2 separate regions of the Ovis aries genome follow, and region 1 is linked to region 2. A link is a contact called in public Hi-C data. All regions are on one chromosome and are shown on one strand. The core of a region is the stretch at or near the end of the contact, and the rest is flanking DNA. Distances in the headings are between cores, read along the strand shown. Region 1 overlaps GSE1 (Gse1 coiled-coil protein). Region 2 overlaps GSE1 (Gse1 coiled-coil protein).

Region 1 (4,134 bases), core at 1,364-3,863, 70 kb before region 2:
GAATAAAGGCCATCGGCGCTTCCAAAGAGGCCTGCAGCTTGCTGCGGGCTCCTGCAGGCCCCCACTTACCAGGCCACCAATTCCCAGCCCCTGGTGGACAGGAGCCATGACCCGGGGAACTCTCAGCAAACCCAGACAGAGGGCTCGGTAAACCCTGCTCAACCCTGACAAGCCAGGATTTGGGAAGCTCTCCCCAGCAGGTCAGGGCCTGCGCCGTCCGGGGCAGCCTGCTGCCCCGGCCCCGCAGATGGGGGCGGGCCTCCCAGCCTCCCTTCCCAGGGCCGGGGCTGACCTCGGTCACCCGCTCACCAGCTCCAGATTTCCACCACCCCCGAGGCTCGCAGAAAAGGAGAATCAAGAGTGCCAGAGGCCTGGCTGGCTCCCGCGGCCCTCTTCCCTCCTCTCTGCATGCAGTGAGACAAAGTGAAAGAGGCCAGCCGGGCACCCCCTTTCACAGCGGGGGGCAGGACTCTACCGATAAGGGCCCGCTGGAAGTATCCCTGTAGCTGTTATCACAGAGCCAGGCCTGCCGAGCCGGGGGCGGGCGGGGCAGCGGCTCCCCGCCCTGCCGGATGACACACGGCAGCCCAGCGGAGCCAGAGCCCCAGCCCCTCACCTGTGGCGTGGCCCGGCTGAGTCAGGCGGCAGGTTCTGCCATACCCGCGGGTGGAGGCGCCCATAAACACCGACTGAGCAACGCTGACGTGCCCCGAACAGAAGTAACACCCAGGGAGGCTCAGAGGCAGGCAGCCAGTTCACCTGGGGTTCCCCCCCACCCAACTTTCCACTAGGGGGGAAGGGGGCACAATCCCGGGGGCTTGAAGGCTCAGCCGGCCTACCCTCCGGGGGACATTTCAAGCGCCCCACCGGAGATCTTCTGCCCTCCCATCCCATTCCGTCCCACCCCCACCCCCCAGCCTGGAAATCGGCTTAGGCAAGGAGGCTCCCACCCAGGATCCGCGGGGCCCTTTGTTCCAGCCTTTCACAAAAGCAGCCCTTTTTTGTTTCATCTGGTGGTCCCGCTTTTTGTTTCCAAACCACAGCCTGTGTGGGCCCCAGATAAGGCACTGCAGGGGTTAACAAGGATTTAATGTATTTTAGACGCGCTTCCCAGACAAAGGCTAGTTTACAAAACAAGAGCCAAATCGACTCAACTCGGCCAGTATCCACCAACCAGCCGGCGGGCAGGTGCTTCCCCCGCCGCACACACAGCCCTCCAAACTTCAGAGTCAGCGCTCCGGCAGGGGACCCCGGTTCATCACGTGGGGGGTGTCGCGGCAACACTTCACCCAATCCGGACGACCCCTTCCCCCCACGACCCCGCACCTCCATCTCCTCTGCGCACTTCTCAGGGGTCCCATTAATCCTCCACCCCAAACTCGGGAGGGGGAGTGGGAAGGGGGGAGGCGGGAGGACGAGCCCGACTCCGCTCCGCCTCCACGGAGGGAATTTAATTAGCCTGCTGGAGAGGCGGGCGGGCGGCCGACGAGGTGTCTCTGCTGCTGCAATATAATTGAATCGGCTCCACTCGGTCGGGCCACTCGCCGCCCATCAGCGCGGCCGCCGGGCTGGGGGCGGGGAGGCGCATCCAGGCGGAGCAGGAAGGGCCGAGGAGGGGGGGCAAGGGCAGCGCGGGTGGGGGGCGGCGGATGCAATCACCTCCCACCTCGGAGGCCGGGGCAGCCATCTTCAGCGGGGGGAGGGGCAGGGGACCCGCTCCTACGGGGCGGGGGGGAGCAGAGAGGCGGGGGAGAAGCCGTGGAGCCCGGGGCGCGCCCTTGGGAAGCAAGGCGTGGGGGTCGGAGACCTGAAGGCTGCAGTCCCGCCCTCCCGGCGGTCTCCCTAGCTCGGAGGGAAGGGGGAGGGGAGCGAGACAAAAAACCCAACCTCGCGGCCCCAGCGGGCGATCCCCCCGCCCACCGCAGCCGCCGCCAGCACCTGCCGCGGGGGCGCAGCGCCGCCCCCCTCGCTCCCTCCCCCGCCGCCGCAAAGTTTTCACTCCGGCTCCGGAGCGTAGACAGCTCACCGAGAGCCCCCCAGCTCCCTTGCTCCCCACCCGCCGCACGCTCGTAAAGCACCCCTCGCCTAACACAGCCACCGAGCCCGAGCCCCGGGGCGGCCCGAGCCCCCGCCTGGAGGCCGGACGGCCAGGCTGCGACCCGCCGCGGGGCGCGGGGCCTTGGGTCCCTACTCCGCCCGCCCGGCTCTTATCGCCGTACACACTCCGGGGGAAGTTGCCCCGGAGCCGTTGGCGGCCGCCCCCGCGAAACCCACGAACTTGGAGGAGAGGGGGGCGCGAGCGGAGACCGCCCCCCGCCCGGCTAGAAGCGCTCACCTTTCATGCCAGGGCCCCGCCGCTCCGCCTCGGCTGACACATGCTGGAGCCACCGTCGCCCAGTGTTTGTCTAAACTGCTTATCTCACCCGGGGCTGCTCGGCGGCGGCGGCGGCGGCGGCGGCGGCGGCGGCTCTGGCCCGCTGGGGAGGTGGAGCTTCCGGGGCCCCGGCCAAGAAACACCTGCTGCTGTCGCCGCCGCCGAGGACACACCCAAACGCAACGCCGCCCACTCTCGGGCCACTGGCTCGCTCCCGGCTCCCTGACCTCAGCCAGCGGGAGGTGTCGGGTTTCAGCCGCAAACACACGCGCTCGCGCGCGCGCGCACCGACCGGCGCCCGGGTACACCCGCGCGGGCACACGCCCCTCCCCAGACAGGCCGGCCAGGTGAGCCGAGGACACCAGCAGGTAGGGGAAGTGCCACCCTCAGGCTCCCGGGGACCCCGGGCTTCACTGCTCAGGGGTCCCACGTACACTGGGGTCTGAGACCAGCCACTGGATTCCAAAAGCAGGGAGCGGTCACTTTCAACACGCCCACCAGGCAAGCAGCGCCCCTGCGCCTCTCCCTACCGCTTTCCGGGTGCCGAGAGCAGCGTGTGCCACAAACCAGCAGACCCCCCGAGGAGTGAGCGGACAAACTCACGTGTGCTGGAGGCCTCCTGGAGTAAAACTTTTCCAGAGCCGGTGTCTGCTGGGGGGGAGGAGTGGAGCGGGAGGGGGCATGCAAAGTAGGCTGTGTGCCTCTCTCCTCCCTAGCCCCTCTTAACTCCCAATTTGAAAGAGCTGAATGTTAAGGACTCGGGCCTACGCACCTTCCCCCCAAATTCCAGGAGCTCCGCCTTCTCGTTCTAAGTAACTTTGGGGAAGGCCACAGTGCGGGGGGCAGCGGAGTAGTTCTTTTAAAGAACTCACGTCGCAGCGGCTGGAGAGTCCACGGAGGCGCCGCTCCGCCAGGGGGGTCATTAAGTAGCTGGGGTTGCGGTCAGAGGCGAGGCCGCCCGCCTCCAGAAACTGGCACGACCCACTGGGCCTCCGGCCCCAGAACAGCGCCTCCCCATTCCTGGCACCCCACCACCACCGCCACCACCACCTCACCCAGGCACTTGACAGACTGGAATGACTCAGGGAGCGTCCTGAAATTCCTGGGCACCCACAGGCGGCACGGCCAGAGCGGAGGGCCCCGGCCTCCCCACCCCCACCGGCGGCGGGCGCAGAGGACCAGCCTGGCGCCCCCCACCAGCCCTCCCCAGCCCCGCGTCTCCGGGAAGCGCCGGGTCAATGGCGGCCCGCCTCGCCCGACGCCCCTTGGCCCTGGCGCGCCCCGCGCTCTGACCCCGCGCGTCCCAAGCTCCCAGGGTTGCTCGGATGCACCGGGGTCTCTGCCTGTACATCCTCTTTTTGAAAATCCTCTCCATCTACAGCCTCCCTACTTTGCAGCCCCGGAGGCAAACCAGTACCCACCCCTCAGCACCCCGCCGTAGCGCCGCGCTGCGGGTTTCAACTTTCGGCCGCCGGTGCCAGCCCGCGCTTCTGCCAGCCCCAAACCTGCCCCGGGACATGCCCGCGCCGCGCTTGGCAGGCGCGCACGCAGCCGTCCCCGCGGCCCAGCCTCCCCCGCCTCCCTTCCTCCCTCTCCCGCCCTCCCTTCCCTCCCCGCGCCAGTCCGGATTGCGGCGGGAGGGAGCGCTGGGCGCCTGCCACCCCCCATCCATCTGTTCCCGATGACGCTGGCGGGCCTGGAGCAGTCGGAGCCCGCGCCAGCGGGGAGCAGGACTCGCCTGGGTGCCCGCCCGCCCGAGG
Region 2 (4,722 bases), core at 1,481-3,980:
CTGCTCCAGAGTGCCTGCAAGACTGGGGCGGGGCCGTGCCTTCGCTTCACCTCTGTTCCAGCCACACGGGCCAGCCTGGACTCTTCCTGCCTCGGGGCCTTCGCACTGGCTGTGCTGGCTGCCTGGAACTCTCCTCCCCCAGCCAGACACATAGCCTCCCTGCCCCCGTCAAGTGTCACCTTCTCAGGAAGGCCCATCCTGGCTGCACGCCGCCCTCCCCGGTCGCTCCGTGCTCTCACTCGACTGCGGGGTTTCTGCGGCGCTTCACCCCTTGACTCACACCTGACATTTCTGGCATCTTGTTCCGTCTTTTTTTATGGGACTCAGATCTAGCATCCCCACCACCACTTCAGCGGTGCCTGGTGTGGTGGCTGGTGCTTGGGACTCAGTTCTGAATAAGTGAATGAATGAACAATGCCCAGGTTGGATACAAAGCAACCCAGGGCGCTGCCTCAGAAGGAGGGCTGGGCTGGAGACTAGGCAGGGAATGTACTGTGGAGGCTTCCGGGCAGAGGGGGAGTGTCCCTCCCCAAGTGAGCTGGAGTCAGAAGGCGTCCCTGGCCTCTGCCCTCCCCCAGGTCTGCAGCCCCAGGCAGCAGAGGAGACCACAGGCCAATGTGGCCGGTGTCTCCTCGTTTAGCTTTTGAATTTTTAAAGATCGACTTGGCGCCAAGAATCACTGAGCTCCTAGGAGCGAGCCGCGTGCCTCTGTCTGACCCTCTCCTGCCCTTCACTCCTCTCGGCCGGTGCCTGTGAAAATCGCAATCGAGATCGCTGTTCTTCACAATGGCCAGGCCTCGACGATCCGTCGTCATGGGGACAGTGGGAGCAGGGACCACCGCAGCACACAGAGAGCCCGCGGCCCCATCTCAGGCCCCGGCTCCTTTGCCCAGCAAACACCACCCGCAGCTGCTGCGGGGCCCCCCGAAGGGCAGGTTGGAGTTTCCTCCCTTCTTTGTCCCCCACTGCACCCCGGCTTTAAGGGGTCTTCCCAGGACAGGTGACGGGCAGAGGCCTCTTCTCGCCCCACTTGCTGGGATGGGCCCTGCGGATGGCATCGGGGGCACACTGGCTGCTTCGGACCCTGTGGTCTCCCGCTTCTCCAAACTTCGAGAGTGCGTGCCCCAGGCACAGTGTAGTCCTCACCTCACCACCCCCACCGCAACAGGTCTGGGAGTTTCTGGAGCCTTCCCGATCGAGTCTGACCAGCGGCTGCGTCTGTCACGCCTGCTTTTCCATGGAGGCCCCAGAGCCCCCAACCTGTCCCCCAGCCCCTGCTTGGTTGGGTTGGATCGTGTCTCGAATGCAGAAACAGGTGAAAGATACCCATTCCGGGCAAGGGAGCGTCCTGGGGCAATGGTGGGAGTCCAGGGGCCCAGTGGCCCGGGTCGGCACCCACCTGTCACTCATGGCCCCTGACTTCTCTCCACGTCCGGCTCCTCGCACCACTGAATACGGATACAAGCGTAGAACACCCCAGCCCCCACCCCATGCACCCTGTTATCTCCGAGATGTGATTAATGTCCCCACCCAAGGTTGGGCAGGGACCGCCAGAGCATATGTGCTTGCCAAGTGGCAGACACTGTGGGAATGGAGGAGGCTTCAGGAAGGGCCCTCGCCTCTTCCCACCCTTGGAGCCAGCTTCACCGTAAGTTCACTGAACGGGTTCTGCTTCCCCTTTCCGAAGGAGTCTTCATCTCAGCCTGAGCATCGGCATACTTCCCTAAAGGAGACAAGCCCGCGGGGCCCTGCGGAGAACTCGGAGCGTCCTGGCCTTTGGCCAAACCCACAGAAGCTTGGCCGGTGACCTGGCCAGTTCTCCTAATCCCCAGGCAGTTGCCAGCCTCCCTGTTTGGGACGCTTCCCCTTACATGTCCCCTCCACTTTCCCCCCTGTGTCCCCTTCTCGGGGCCCTCAAGGCCTGCGTGCTCGTGGCCGTCTCCAGACACCTCTGTCCTGAGCCCCCAGCCTCCGCCACCTCCAGCATCTCTGAGTCCCTAGGTCGGGTAGACAGCACACAAGCACCGAAGGCCTGCCTGGTATACAGCAGGTGCCCCATGAGTGCAGGTCAGGAGGCAGAGGCAGAGGCCCTGGAGGCCCACCACCTGAAGGAACCTGGGAAACTGGTCCTCCTGGCCCTGTCCTCACGCATGAGCTTCCAGCGATGTCGAGGGAGGGGTGAAATAGTGGATCCCCAGGGGCGCTGGGCTAGGGGCTGCTTTGTTTTGGCTTCTTGGTCCCTGGGTTTGGGGCTGGGGTCTTGACCGCATGCAGCTCCAGATGAGCAGGGGGTCCCACCCACTTCTGCTTTCACTGGGTGTCACCACAAACCACCCAGCCGGCCTTCCTCTTATCAGCAGCTGTCACGCCCAGAGGCTGCGGTGGCTTTGTTTTTTTGTCCCTCCCTCCAGGGAGCCCTGATAAGGAGGCCAGCCTTTACCCTCTGCTGCTACCCTTGGTGGCCTGGAAAAGCCTCCCCGTAAGGGAGGGACGGCCCAGGGTTTCTGGTGGTAACCCCAGTGACTCCACCCCTCATCCCCAGGAGGGCGGGAGGAAGCTGGGAGGGTCAAGCTCCCCGTTCGGGAGAAGCCCACCTCCCAGGACACCTGGCAGTGGCTCCAGGAGGCCAAGATGGCAGCCTGTAAGGGGTGCGCCGGGCGGAGAGCCAGGCCTGACAGCTGGTGGGCCTCCGCGAGGAAGCCTGTTTGCAGGACTAGCTCGCTGGCTGGTTTATAATCTTGGCACCGTCGAGCAGGAAGTGAGGAGCCAGCCAGCAGCTCAGAGGGCAAGCCTTGCTTGCGACTCCCCCCCACCCACTGCATCTCAAGGCAGTCTCTTTTCCTTGTCTCCTTGCCCAGAGCCCCTCGGGGCAGGGGCCAGGTCTCAGTTACAGTTGCACCCTGCACCAGAGAGAAGCCTGATCTAGGGTGCTGCTCTGGGCGCTGTGGCCTGCTTGCAGAAGCCCGAGGCCTGTCCCGCCAGCCGGCAGGGAGCTGGCGCTGTGCCACCCACACTTGCTCCCCAGGCCCTCACTCCCCATGCAGAACAGCCCCCCGGGGTGTCTGTCCAACGGCAGGAGGGCAGATGGACAACCGTGCTGACTTGCACAAAGGAACATGGCTCAGCAACCTGACGAGCGTCACAGACAATGCAGGGTGGAGGCAGCCAGGCTGTAGAACAGCCTGGGTACACACAGCGCCACTTACATGGCGCTTCCCTGAGGATGTGTAAGAAGGACAGAGGGCACGGGTGAGCGGACGCGGACACTCCTGTGTGCACAGCACTGTTCATCATGGCCCGAACGTGGGTGCAACTCAAGGGCCACCAAGAGCTGAACACATAAACAAACGTGACCCACACCCACACACAGGAATGTCATCCCTTAAAAAGGATCCAAGCACTGACAGCTGCGACAACAGGGATGGACCCTGACATTGTGCTAAGGGAGAGAAGCCCGGCCCAGAAGGACGGATCCTGCACGAGTCCACTGACGGGGGGCCCTGCAGGAGCCGCAGTCATACACACAGAAGGCAGAAGGGCTGGGGTGGGGGGTCAGGGGACTAACGCGGACAGTGGCAGTTTCGGAAGATGGACCGTGGTGATGAGCATGTGACACGGACATGTACTTCATGCCGCAGATCTGAATAGTTGAAAATGGGTGAGACGCTAAAGCTTATGTTTTGTGTATTTTACCACAACTTGAAAAGAAGGAGAAAGTCTAACCTCCAGTAATAGAACCCAGAGCAGGGGCTGGGCAGGTGCACCTGGGAAGGAACTTTCTGGAGTGACAGCAATTTCTACACCTGGTTGGAGATGCTGGTTACACAGATGTGCACAGATGTGTCAACAGCAAAGGAACAGAACTCTTTAAATGGCTGCATTTTATTAAACACAAACTATACCTCAATAGGGCTTCCCTACTGGGGGTTCAATCCCTGGGTCGGGCAGATCTCGTGGAGGAGGGCATGGCAACCCACTCTAGTATCCTTGCCTGGAGAATCCCCACATACAGACGAGCCTGGCAGGCTATAGTCCATGGGGTCACAGAGTCGCGATTAAACACAAGATATCTCAATAAGCTAGGATCAAGGTTGCGGGAAGAAATATCCCGCTCAGACATGTAGATGACACCATCCATATGGCAAAAGTGAAGAGGAAATTAAAGAGCCTCTTGATGAAGGTGAAAGAGGAGAGTGAAAAAGCTGGCTTAAAACTCAACATTCAAAACATGAAGATCGTGGCATCCAGTCCCATCAATTCATGGCAAATAGACGGGGAAACAGTGGTCAGAGTGACAGTCTTTATTTTCTTGGGCTCCAAAATCACTGTAGATGGTGACCGTAGCCATGAAATCAAAAGGTGCTTGCTCCTTGGGAGAAAAAGCAATGACAAACCCAGACAGTGTATTAAAAAACAGAGACATTACTTTGCCTATAAAGGTTGGTACAGTCAAAGCTATGGTTTTTCCAATAGTCAGTCACGTACGGATATGAGACAATAAAAAAGGTTGAGCGCCAAAGAATTGATGACTTAGAACTGTTCCTGGGTTGGGAAGATCCCCTGGAGAAGGGAAGGCTACCGACTCTAGTGTTCTGGCCTAGAGAATTCCATGGACTGTATAGTCCATGGGGTGGCAAAGAGTCAGACATGACCGAGAGACTTTCACTCACTCAGAACTGCAGTGCTGGAGAAGACTCTTGCGAGTCCCTTGGACATCAAGGA

Evidence for each region. A called contact is a pair of places that touch in the nucleus more often than the background predicts.
Region 1: a Hi-C map of liver shows a contact between it and region 2, with 2.4 times the contacts expected there. The contact joins two enhancer-like sites. A contact is called at or near these places in 7 of 16 Hi-C or Micro-C datasets (blood, hypothalamus, liver and 2 more).

Annotation. Positions count from the first base shown.
Region 1 is chr14:11,144,225-11,148,358 of ARS-UI_Ramb_v3.0, reverse strand. The region is part of intron 2 of GSE1 (Gse1 coiled-coil protein); the gene reads right to left. Among named protein-coding and RNA genes, the nearest start is that of GINS2, 84 kb to the left of the region's middle. Within about 2 kb of position 2,613, at least 15 of the 54 cell types and tissues checked have an H3K27ac peak or open chromatin away from gene starts, as enhancers often do. A contact at or near this core is called in liver, where this site is marked.
Region 2 is chr14:11,073,494-11,078,215 of ARS-UI_Ramb_v3.0, reverse strand. The region is part of intron 2 of GSE1 (Gse1 coiled-coil protein); the gene reads right to left. LOC132657667 reads right to left here. Exons shown (of 3, transcript XM_060397888.1): 2 at 4,671-4,722; 3 at 3,865-4,369. Among named protein-coding and RNA genes, the nearest start is that of GINS2, 150 kb to the left of the region's middle. Within about 2 kb of position 2,730, at least 13 of the 54 cell types and tissues checked have an H3K27ac peak or open chromatin away from gene starts, as enhancers often do. A contact at or near this core is called in liver, where this site is marked.